Regions from separate parts of the Sus scrofa genome. Here region 1 is linked to region 2. The links are chromatin contacts, called in public HiChIP or PLAC-seq maps. All regions are on one chromosome and are shown on one strand. Each heading gives the region's core, a stretch centred on a gene start, on an enhancer-like site or on the middle of the called end of the contact. The rest is flanking DNA. Distances are from core to core; before and after follow the strand shown.

Region 1 (5,205 bases), core at 2,042-4,541, 140 kb after region 2:
ACGAATGCATTTCTGGCTCTTGGGGCCGGGCTATCTGCTACTCTCATTATCTTGGCTGCTTCCAGAAACCTCACATGAGCCAAATGGTGAACAATAACCAGAGTACAGATCATTCTTCAGTCAAGCAACTGAGAAGGGGCTGCTTTGGCTCATTATTCCAAATAGGATCTTTTACTTTTTGAATAGCAATCAAGAGAGTAGTGGATCTATCATTTCTCTTGTTCTTTAAAAAAAAAAAAAAATCATTTGAATTTCCTTCAAACAATTTGGCAAGGTGAAGTCTTAGATTTTTGCCTTTTACATTACAGCACCATTGTTAGGTGTTTGAATGGAAATGAAACACATTCCCTCAAATATCTAAATGTCCTGATAAACAGCTAATTGTGGAGAAAATAAATATAGTTTTCTTCTCTTTCCCCTCGGAGTAATTTCAATAGCTATTTCCAACCTCAACAGTTTCATCCTACTTCAGTAAAACTGACTTTCCCCCCACTACCTCTTTGGAGTAAATTTTCACCTTTCTGCTGGATTTATGACTGCTATTACCAATACTATGAATTACTGTAGTGCTGTGTAGCACAGCTAGGATGCTGACTCTACTTCTTTGGAAAAAAGAGATAACATCATGGAGTTTTAAAATTTCTTGATCAAAGAAGGTACTGAAACATCCGTCAAGATTCTGGGCATGCTTTATCACTGATTTTTTTGTGTGGCCATTGTAAATCATTTACGTTTTCTGTGTCTACATTTGTAAAATATGTGACACGCAACTGCATATGGAACTCCCAATCTAGTGAGCCTAATAGAGATAGGCTTATCCAGAGGTAGAAATCATGTTTTATTCATCTTTGTTTTCTCTTGTTGAAATTGGTAATACTCAGTAAATGTTGACTGAAACAGTTTGAAAGAAAAATAGGAGATAGGGCAAGTGGAAATCCTATGAGATCCGTATGAGAATAATTTTATATAAATTTAATATATTCAGCTTGATTCTAAAGATTGAGAGGAGGCCTGTGGGGCTGCATGTTCTTCCGTGTAACGTAAAGTACTGAGCTGATTATAGTGGTCGGAAGATTAAAAGATATATATTTTTAATGGGCAAAGTCTTTGCTCACATATAGCCTACAGTCAGTCTGTGGCTGAACAGTGATCTCTCTTGTTAAAGCGGCTCCTCTCCACCCTTTGAATTAGTTACCTTCACACTCAGTGATGGTATTAAGAGCTTGGCCACTTTCCACACGTCTGAAAGCAACTCTAGATGTGCGAAAGATCCGGCCGACTAAACTTTGGCTGGACTGAGAAGAATGGAGAAGGCAGCAGTTCATGGATGGCTAATACTAAAAAGTCTTCTTCTGGATTTTACAGTCATAGAAATGAAAAAGTGCGATCCAGGACAATATCCTCCTTGGAATTGTTTCTCCAAAAGGTTCTCTTCCTCTTCTCCTCCATCTCGAGTAGTCTCTACGGGGCATCCTGATACGGAAAAGAAGTGAAAGGAAGGAGCTGTCCTAACTTTTAGGTTTGAGGATGACATTTCTGGTACTGCTGTTTTGGGGGAAACAGTGATTTGTTTGCCATATAAATGAGAATCATGGTTTTCCTTTTTCATTTTTTACTTTCCTAAGAACCACTTCTTTCTGGACTTTTTTTTTTTTTTTTCCCCTCCTTAAGTCACTGCTGAGGTATTTGCAAACCAAGCCAACACTTACATTTTATTCACCAAACTAGAACAAAGCATCTGCTAATAGAAACAGCCTGGTAAATAGTGGAAAAAAAGCACGGAGGTCAGAGGACTTAGGTTTAAGGACTTTCTGTTTAAAGCTGCATTCATTCCTTACTTCTAACCTGTCATTGACAAATCTTTCAACCTTTCTGAGTGTTTCTATCCACATCTGCAAAATGGGGTTAATGGAGGATTTCGTCTGCAAAGTGGGGATAACAGAGATTAAAAGAGATGATGTGGTACTTTATGCCCCAAATACACATAAATTCAGTCTTAACAATAATAATAGTACGACTGTGTGGTTACAACGAAAACTTTTTCTCCTTTTGCTGTCAGAAATGCCTTTGGTAGATTTCGATTTCTTTTTTATACTGCCTGCTCTCTCTTCTTTGGTGGGGATCCAGTAACAGGGGTGTAACTCGAGTATACATGGCTGCAATTTGTGTTCGGTTTCTTTTTTCCAAGGGTTCAAGTAGCCTGTTTAGAGAAGGCACAAAAGTGCAAAACATATGCCATCAAATCTTGGAAAGTCATCTGAAGGAGGAAAGGCTGTCGCTGAGGAAGGAAAAACAGCTCTTGTCTGGGCATCATTCCTGCTCTTCTGAAAAAGCCCCAATGTCGCAATATTTTTCAAGGCAAAATACTGTCCCAGATGGAGGAGGAAACACTGACAAGCAGAAAAGGAGATACCTGGGGTTAACAGGCAGCACCGGGAAGGGGCGGCCAGCCCCGGGCTCAGAACCTTTCAGCTCTTTGTTGCGGGCGGGGGAGTCATTACGTCCACGGAAGAAATGGCTCCCCCTGGGAGAGATCCCGCGCCGGAACCCGCTCCGCGACCCCGCAGTCCCTAGCCCCCGCCCCTCCCAGTTCTTGCGGACCCCACAGCGTGGTCGGACTGCGGTGCCTTTAAGACTTTTGCCTGCTGCACATGCTCAGCTCTTTGTGTGTTGTTGGAGTTTCTCTTTTTTAAGAAAAAACGAAGAAAAAGGCTGGAGGATGGGGTGGAGGAAGGGGGAAGAGCTGGGGAAAAAGCGCTGCACTTTTGCAGCTGTAGACGGCGGACGGAAAGGGCTTCTTTTCTGCTGAAGCTGCAAAGCCGGTCCCGATCTGATCTTTGGTTTGAGGGACTCTGGAGGCTTCCCCCGCGCGCCGAGGGGGAGGGCACAGCGGGCACACGGGTCACACCTGGGGGGCGAGTCTCCCCTCCGCCCGCTGGCCGGGCGGGGGGTGGGCGCGCGTGGGGGAGTCCCCGGTCCCTGTCAGGGCGGGGCGAGACCACGCGCCGGGCCTGGCGGGTGGGGGAGCGGAGGCGCGCTCGGGTTGGGGAGGCGGCCCAGGGCCCCTCCGGCCCCAGCTGCAGTCCCGGCGGCTGGCTAACGGTCCGGGAAAGAAAATGGCTACTGGGGGGCCACTGGGCGCCGGCCGGGCCTGGAAAGGCTGAACCTCGCTTCCCAGGTCCCCCCCTCCCGCGTTGGGCGCGCCCACCTCGGGGCTCCCGTGGCCCCCGCCCTCCCGGGTGCGCGGGGCTGGGAGCCGAGGCAGTTGGCGCGAGCCGCGGGCGAGGCGGGGCCGCGCGCGGGGTCCCCTCCCCCTCCCGCAGGTCCCCTTCCGAGCGCCCCGCTCAGCCTGCGCCGCCCGCTCCCTGCCTCCGGCCCGGCCCGGGGCGCCGCGGCGGTGGGCTCGGCCTTCTGCGGACAAGGTCAGGAGACGGAGAGGCGATGCCCGAGTGCGACTGGAGGGAGCCGAGCGGAGGCGACGGCGGCTGGGATCTGTCCCTCCTGACCGGGGAGCGGGACTGGGGCAGGCGCCGGTGAGGGGGAGGAGAAGCGGCAGCGGCGCAGTGTTCTTTCCTCCGGCCGCATTTCCCCAGAGGAGCATCCCTGTCGGCGCCCGCGAGCGTAGCCCCGCCGGGCAGGGGCGCTGGGGAAGATGGAGCCCGGGGTCCGGGCCCGCACTGGCCCCCCGCAGCCGGCGGCCCCGGGGCTGTGGAGGGTTCGGACGGCGGGCGGCGGCGGCGGCGGGGGCGCCTCCTCCTGGCTGCTGGACGGGAACAGCTGGCTCCTGTGCTATGGCTTCCTCTACCTGGCGCTGTACGCGCAGGTGTCCCAGTCCAAGCCGTGCGAGAGGACCGGCTCCTGCTTCTCGGGCCGCTGTGTCAACTCCACCTGCCTCTGCGACCCGGGCTGGGTGGGGGACCAGTGCCAGCACTGCCAGGGCAGGTTCAAGTAAGTGTCTTCGCCGGACCCCGAACCTCAGCCCTGCCCCGCACCCGTCGCGGCCTCCCCACCTCCTCTCGGTCCGGGGTCCCCCGGCTGGGAGCGACCCGCAGCGCGGCCTGCGCTGACCCCCTCCGGCCCCCGCGCCTCGGGGACTCCGGGCCCCGCTTCCAGCAGCGACCGCTATGCCGCGAAGCCTTTCCTGATGGTCCAGATGTCCGCAGCGACTCTGGTCCCTTCTCATCAACATTTCCACTCTCAGTTGCGGTGCCAAACACCATTTTGTTAGCACACTGTTTTTTAATCAAAAATTACGCCAGGAACTCGTGCATCACTTGCGCATTGTGAAACATACAAACAATACAGAAGTGTAAAGGTTAAAAGTTACGGTTTACCAGTACCTCCCTCTTCCCCCATTCTACTCCCTTTTATAGAGGTAACCACTGCTAACGTGTTTATTTGTAACTAAAGTGTTAGTTCAACCACTGCTAGCATGTTAGAGTGTATGATGGCCTTACCATGTGCCAAACATTGTTCCCAGCGTCTTACGTGGGTCATCTCATTTGTTCCCGTCAACTCTGTGAGTTACTAGAATTATTATACTGGTTTTACAGAGAGAAATCGAGGCAATGAATTTAAATAATTTGCTGAAGATTACACAGTATAACTGGCTGAGTTGTGATTCCAAATCAGCCACCCTAACTCTAGAAGGTTTACTTTCAGTCACTATATTACGTTGAATTTGCTAGGACAATCTTGAATTTCGAAATACAGGAATGACTTTGGGTTAGATAAAAGGAGGAAATACCCGGAGTTTTTAATGTGGTGGAGATAATAGATTTTTCTGATTATCTGACTATCAGCTGTTGTGTGGGAGCATCGCTTCAGTTTTTCTGAAGCTCTAGGCCCTTAGGTGTTTGCTTTACGGTGGGAGAGATACTTTCCCCCTATTGGTCGACGTCTATTACTGGCCTCCTGATAAGAAAAGAAATGGGTGATGTGGGGGAGCAGCAAATAAGATCTTACAGGCCAACAGGGTGTCCATCTGACGACTTGGAGTTAACCATCAAGTTGTCAATTTCTTAGTCTTATAGATACTTAAGTTTGGTGGCTGGGTTTGTGGCTCTGAAATGGCTACACAGTAACTATGTAGATTACTAACGCTTTCAGGATGATAATAGAATCTAAGTTGAAATGTCTCTTGGGTTCTAATGCAAAGGTAGGACTATAGTTCACCTTATATATCAAAGGAAAATTTCCTGGGAG
Region 2 (5,686 bases), core at 2,280-4,779:
TTCCTAATCTGCTGAGCCACAATAGGAACTCCTGTGATTCAATTTTAAAATGAGGGACTCAGGCTATATGGTCTATATGTCTTCACCAAGCACTATTTTCTATGATTCTGTCACCTATACAAAGTTGCACAGATGAACAACTGGAGAAGTCTTTGTTAAGAATAGTTACATATGTATCTCCCAGGCACACATGCCTACATTATGTATGTATCTCCCAGGCATATATGCCTATGGAAAGGACCAGAGAAATGCCCCAGGTATGCAACCATGGGGGAGCCAGTGATAGATTTGGAATAAAACCTGAAAGTCATCAATTTTTGATTCTTGCTATTTAACAATCCTTGGAGGCACAAGGGTAGTTGAGAGCAGCATGGAAACTGGTCTAGAAAGCTGAAGTCTTATACATCATTAGCTAATTGTATTTTCTCTTTTCAGCCCCATACTCATAAAATGAGATAAAACATTTGGCCACATAGGATAATACACTTGGAATATACAACTATTATTTTACGTGTCCAGCTCTCTACTTTTCTGGGAACTGGCACTAATTCCCCTCTATCCACATGGTTTCTGCTAGAGTTTCCATGTTTATTCATTCCCTCATTCAACTACTATTTATTGAGTGCTGCAACTGACACTATTCCAGGTCCTGGAGATATAGCAATGAATAAAACATAAAAATTCCTCATGGAGTGCACATTCTGATGGAGGAAATAAGACAAACAAAATAAGTGAATATTTGGTATATCAGATGAAATACGCCACAGAGAAAACTCAAGAAGGAAAGTAAGCAAGGGAAGTTCTATGGTTGTGGAATAAAATTAGTGGAGCACTGTATTCTGTATGTGGTCAGGAGAGACTTCATCCAGGATATTTTTGGAATTGGATCAGAAGAGGATGGTTTAAACCAAGAATGTGGAATGTGGAGTAGAAAAAAAGTCTGTCTGAAGCAAAAAAGAAGAATGAAAAAGACACAAGAGAGTAGTATGATAGGTGGATGTGGCAGGAGAGAGGGAGATAAAGAGAGAGAACTTCCCAAGTCTGCAAAATATTCCAGTACATTCTGATAAACCCATTTAAAAAATCCTTTTGATAAGTTCAAAGCTGATACAAATCAATTTCTATCACTCTCAACCAAAGAATCCTAACTCACACATATATGAAGTAAGACAACTCATAAATGCAAGACTTACCCCATGTGGAAGATGTTGGTTACTTCAGAAAATTAGAGCTTGGTGCTTCTGATGCCAAGAATACATATCTGATAGCAGATAATTAATTTTGCTGTGACCTAGCATCCTAGAAATAAAATAGATAAGAAAAATCTGTTTCTCTGTTTTCTTTTAGTCAAATTAACTCTGGGAGTTCCCTCCTGGCTCAGTGGGTTAAGGATCTGGCATTGTCACTGCTGTAACTCTGGTTATAATTATGGCACAGGTTCAATCCCTGACCCAGGAATTTCCAAATACTGAGAGTGTGGCCAAAACCAACCAACCAACCAACCAAACAAACAAACTCTGATTCTGCACTGGGCTCGTGGGAAATTCTAACAGAAGCATTATTTTCACCCTGAGTTATGCCCTCCCTCCACCCCCACCCCCCCATCCTAGAGTCACAAGAGAATTCGGGAAGCTTACTGATATATGGACAATTGGGAGAAGGCTCTCTAATCTCCAAGTCATCATTCAAGCCTGCTATAAACTTTCTCTTAAAGTCTCTGGCTCTCTGCTTCTGTGTTAAGAAGAGAGGGCAGGAATTTTATTGAGGCTAAAGGATGCTTTGCTCCTGAGGATGTAGCTACTCCTTCTGAAGTCATGCAACCTTCCTGAAAAATGAACAATCTTGAAGCAGGCTCAGGTATCCACTAATCAAGAGACTTGTCAATCTTCAGTTTCTCTTTATTCTCTAACAATTCTCTTCTGTCCTCCAAGGCACCTCTTCCATAATGTTTTCAGTTAGCTCAGACTTTTTTTTTAGTCTTTTTAGGGCCGCACCCACGGCATAAGGAGGTTCCAAGGCTAAGCGTCTAATGGGAGCTGTAGCTGCTGGCCCACACCACAGCTGCAGCAACACAGGATCTGAGACACATCTGCAACCTACACCATAGCTCACAGCAATGTCGGATCTTTAACCACAGAGTAAGGCTGGGGATCAAACCCAAGTCCTCATGGATGCTAGTCAGGTTCATTTCTGCTGAGCCACGATGGGAACTCCTAGCTTAGATTTTTATAATAGATCACAAGAGTTATTTTGCTTCCTTCAGGAATTTCAGCTTTCTACCCTAAAAAACACCCCCTCTTTCCCCTGTTCCCCCACAAATGTGTTACTTCCCCTTTCTTTTTGTGATGTAATATACGTAACATAACATTTCCCATTTCAACCATTTTTAAGTGTACCGTTCTGTGGTATTAAGTACATTTACATTGTTGTGCACCCCAAAAATTCAATGAGAGCCTCATGATCTGACTAAATGGGGAAGAATGGACATATAGGAAGGAATAATTCTTGTTATTTAAAGCATTGTTCTTTCCTATTCTTGTTGAGTGAATGGGGGCAGGTTCAAATGAGATCCCATAACTGGTAATTCTGAGGAGCTAAGAGGCATTATTAGGATACTAGATATTAATGTGAAAAAGGACGATTGGGAGAAAGGGTGGTTGTAATGAAAGTTTTAGGAAAATGAAGACAAACTTATCTGTTCCACAATACTCATAATACCATTTAATGTTATCTGATGCAGAAGCAAAACGAAGAATTTTTCTCCACTTTGCCTTGTGCCAGGATCAGAACAGTGTACCGGAATATTGTTGAAGAGTGAATAACTTCTAAAATCTTTACTTTCTCAAATCGAAAGTAAAGTTTAATTTTATGAACTGCAATAAGCAAAGGATACGATCCACAGAAGCGTTAGTACTAAGTACCTTTGAAATCTTAAGAATTACATTTGAGTTGTGGGGGTTGGGAGGTGGACAGAAATGCATGAAGGGCATCAAAATTAACCCACGTGATTTAGCACTTGGCTTCTTTCAGAATCTATCTGTTCCCAAGTATTTATTTAAGCGCCTACTATGTGTGAGGCAGTGAAGATAAACGGGTTCTTTGCTCTAATAGAGCTTACCTTCAGGTATATTTTAATTCTAAACCATGAATTCAAGAGCAAACAAACTGAAGGAAGCAGTGAACCATAGGAGCTATAGTTCTTCACAAGCTGCAGCAGAAGTCAGCATTTTAAGTTTTCTATTCTGGATGCTGGGTCTTCTTAATTCTAGGAGCGAAGGAGAACGTGAAGAGATTTCTCGCCGAAAATACATAAGGACTTGATGTTCGGGTTCGGCAGCGCGAAATCACACCTGCGGTACCGAAGTAACCCCACCTAAGAAGCACAAAGGATTACAGGAGAAAAACTACTTCACCTCCACACTTCTCGGCCGGCACGGCAAAGCCGAGACTACAGTTCCCACAAGCCCTTGCGACCCCCGCTCTCCCCGCGCTGCGCAATTCCCAGCAAGAAAAAGACTGGGGATGTCGGGCGCGCTCCTAGGTGCGTCACTAGCGTGCGACTCCAGGATAAAAAACTGGTCTGGGCTGCAAAAATATGGCAACTGCTGAAGTGGCTGTGGTGTCGCCTTCGTCTTTGAATACAGACACAACCCCAGTCCCTGAAAGTGCAGGAACCGCTGCAGCAACGGCCGCCACCTCCTCGGCGACAACTGCAGCCGCGGCGGTTGCGGCCGTGGCCAGGACCGGATCCGAAGCCACGGTTTCCAAACCCACGATGGCTACTAAGCTGCTGTCCTTGAGCGGCGTGTTCGCCGTGCACAAGCCCAAAGGGCCCACTTCAGCCGAGCTGCTGAATCGGCTGAAGGAGAAGCTGCTGGCAGGTATTGCAGCCGGGTGGGGACCAGGCCGAGGAGAGGTGGTCGCCACGAGAGCGGAAACAGCATAGAGCACACTGGGCTTTTTGCACGCTCATGGCTCAGGAGATAAGAGGAAGGGAAAGGGAGAATGACCGCTGTATAAGTTTTGGACAGAAGTCTGGGGCATCTCCAGCTTGGACTTGTCCTGACGTGAACTCCTGTAGCCTAACTGGCAGTCGTCATTCTCAAGGGAAACAAGCAAAAAAACAAAACCCCACACATCCACAGATAAACCTCTGCTTTTGGACTTGCAGACGAATATTCTCTAATTTGATCCCTCAGAAGCCTTTTGTTTGGCTCACATAGATGAACCCTAGCCAAAGGAAACACTGGCTCTCTACCCTCCAAAGCTGCATTCTTAAAAATATGTTGGAAATGAGGATCTACTTAGTTAACCAAGACTTGGCACAGTGGTTTTCACGTAGTGGGCATAAGAATTATTTAGAGTCCCTTGTACAAATGCAGATTCCTAATCCCTGTCTTCTCAGAGATTGTGATTCTGAGGGCATGGGGTATTTTTAGGAAGCTGCATCTTTAAACTGTTGCTCCAGGTGATTCTGGTGTAAGTAGTGTGTGGATATTTTGACAACTACTAAATATACCTTGGTCACTTCTAAGAGCTTTCTTTTTGTTTGTTTGTTTCTTCATGTACACTGGGAGACTCTTAGAAGGATCTGTCAGTCATCACTCCCGTAGATCATTTCAGACAGTGGCGTCAAGGAACCTTAGATTTTTTTTGGACACCTGCAGTAAGCCAGATCTGTGCTAGCCTATAGGTGAGGATGAAAGACTGTCTCTTAACTGAGCTCACAGCAGTAATTTCTGCAGCCTTTGGTGATAAAACCATTTAACTAGGTTTTCAAGGCCCTTTGACTCTGGCTTATTTTTCCATTAAGCCAGTACAGGAAATTTCTTCTTTGTTTAGTGTCCCCTGGCAAGCATTACCCCACAGCCCCATTTTAATTGCAAAACCAAAATATTCTGGTAGGAATTTGTTAATTAAAACTGACACAATACAGTGTTTATTAGTAAAGGTACATTCCTGAAGATGTTTAATTCCTGTGTTATGTCTTCTTACTCTTTTGTTATACTTTCATTTTACTTTGTTGCCTATAAGGATGGGTTAAATAGGGGGCCTTGAAGGAAGGAATTAGACCAAGGAAAACCTTTGTGGTGTCATCATGGAGTTATTTTCTTCATACAGTTGCTTTCATTTGGTCTGATTTTTTAGCTAAATTGTCACTTTTTTCATCCTCAAGGTAGTGATTACCATTCTTTCTCTCAGACAGGTTTCTGATAGGATTAAAGTCATATCCTGGCCTTCTGGTTAATCTGCCTCCAAGAGCTGAAATTTCTTCTTGAAACTTAGTTAAAATTTATTGTGCCAAGGCTGTTGCTGGGCCATCTTCTGGAAGCAGCTCACTCAGAAGTAGACATTCTCATTACTCTCCATTTTTCTACTGCTTGTGATTGGCCTACTCTATATTTTTGTTGGCTAGACCAGGGTTTTCCAAATGCCATTCTAACTGGCTGTCAGAATTACCTGGGATGGTTCTTAAAGATACAGATTCCAGGACAGGAACTTCTAATGCCAGCCAGGTTTGACCACTGCTGATTTAGGCCACAGTCAGATTTCATAGCCTCTGTTAACCTTCCTTGCCTTTCCTTACATTAATTCATGTTATATTACAATCTCTGCTCTTGTCATTTTTGAATCCTTAAAGGCCTAACTTACAGTTTTATAGCTAGGAAAGAGATTAATAAATATT

Evidence for each region. HiChIP or PLAC-seq counts read pairs in DNA pulled down with a chosen protein or histone mark.
Region 1: an H3K27ac HiChIP or PLAC-seq map of skeletal muscle shows a contact between it and region 2. The contact joins the promoter of ATRNL1 here to the promoter of TRUB1 in region 2. A contact is called at or near these places in 2 of 47 Hi-C or Micro-C datasets (heart right ventricle and liver) and 2 of 2 datasets of contacts at active chromatin or transcription factors (alveolar macrophages and skeletal muscle).

Annotation. Positions count from the first base shown.
Region 1 is chr14:125,403,245-125,408,449 of Sscrofa11.1, forward strand. It overlaps ATRNL1 (attractin-like protein 1), which reads left to right and starts at 3,292. Exons shown (of 29, transcript XM_021074415.1): 1 at 3,292-3,948. The coding sequence starts at 3,653.
Region 2 is chr14:125,258,613-125,264,298 of Sscrofa11.1, forward strand. It overlaps TRUB1 (probable tRNA pseudouridine synthase 1), which reads left to right and starts at 3,530. Exons shown (of 10, transcript XR_001301213.2): 1 at 3,530-3,881. It overlaps LOC102160539 (a long non-coding RNA gene), which reads right to left and starts at 3,477. Exons shown (of 4, transcript XR_002338765.1): 1 at 3,414-3,477; 2 at 3,119-3,265; 3 at 1,194-1,299.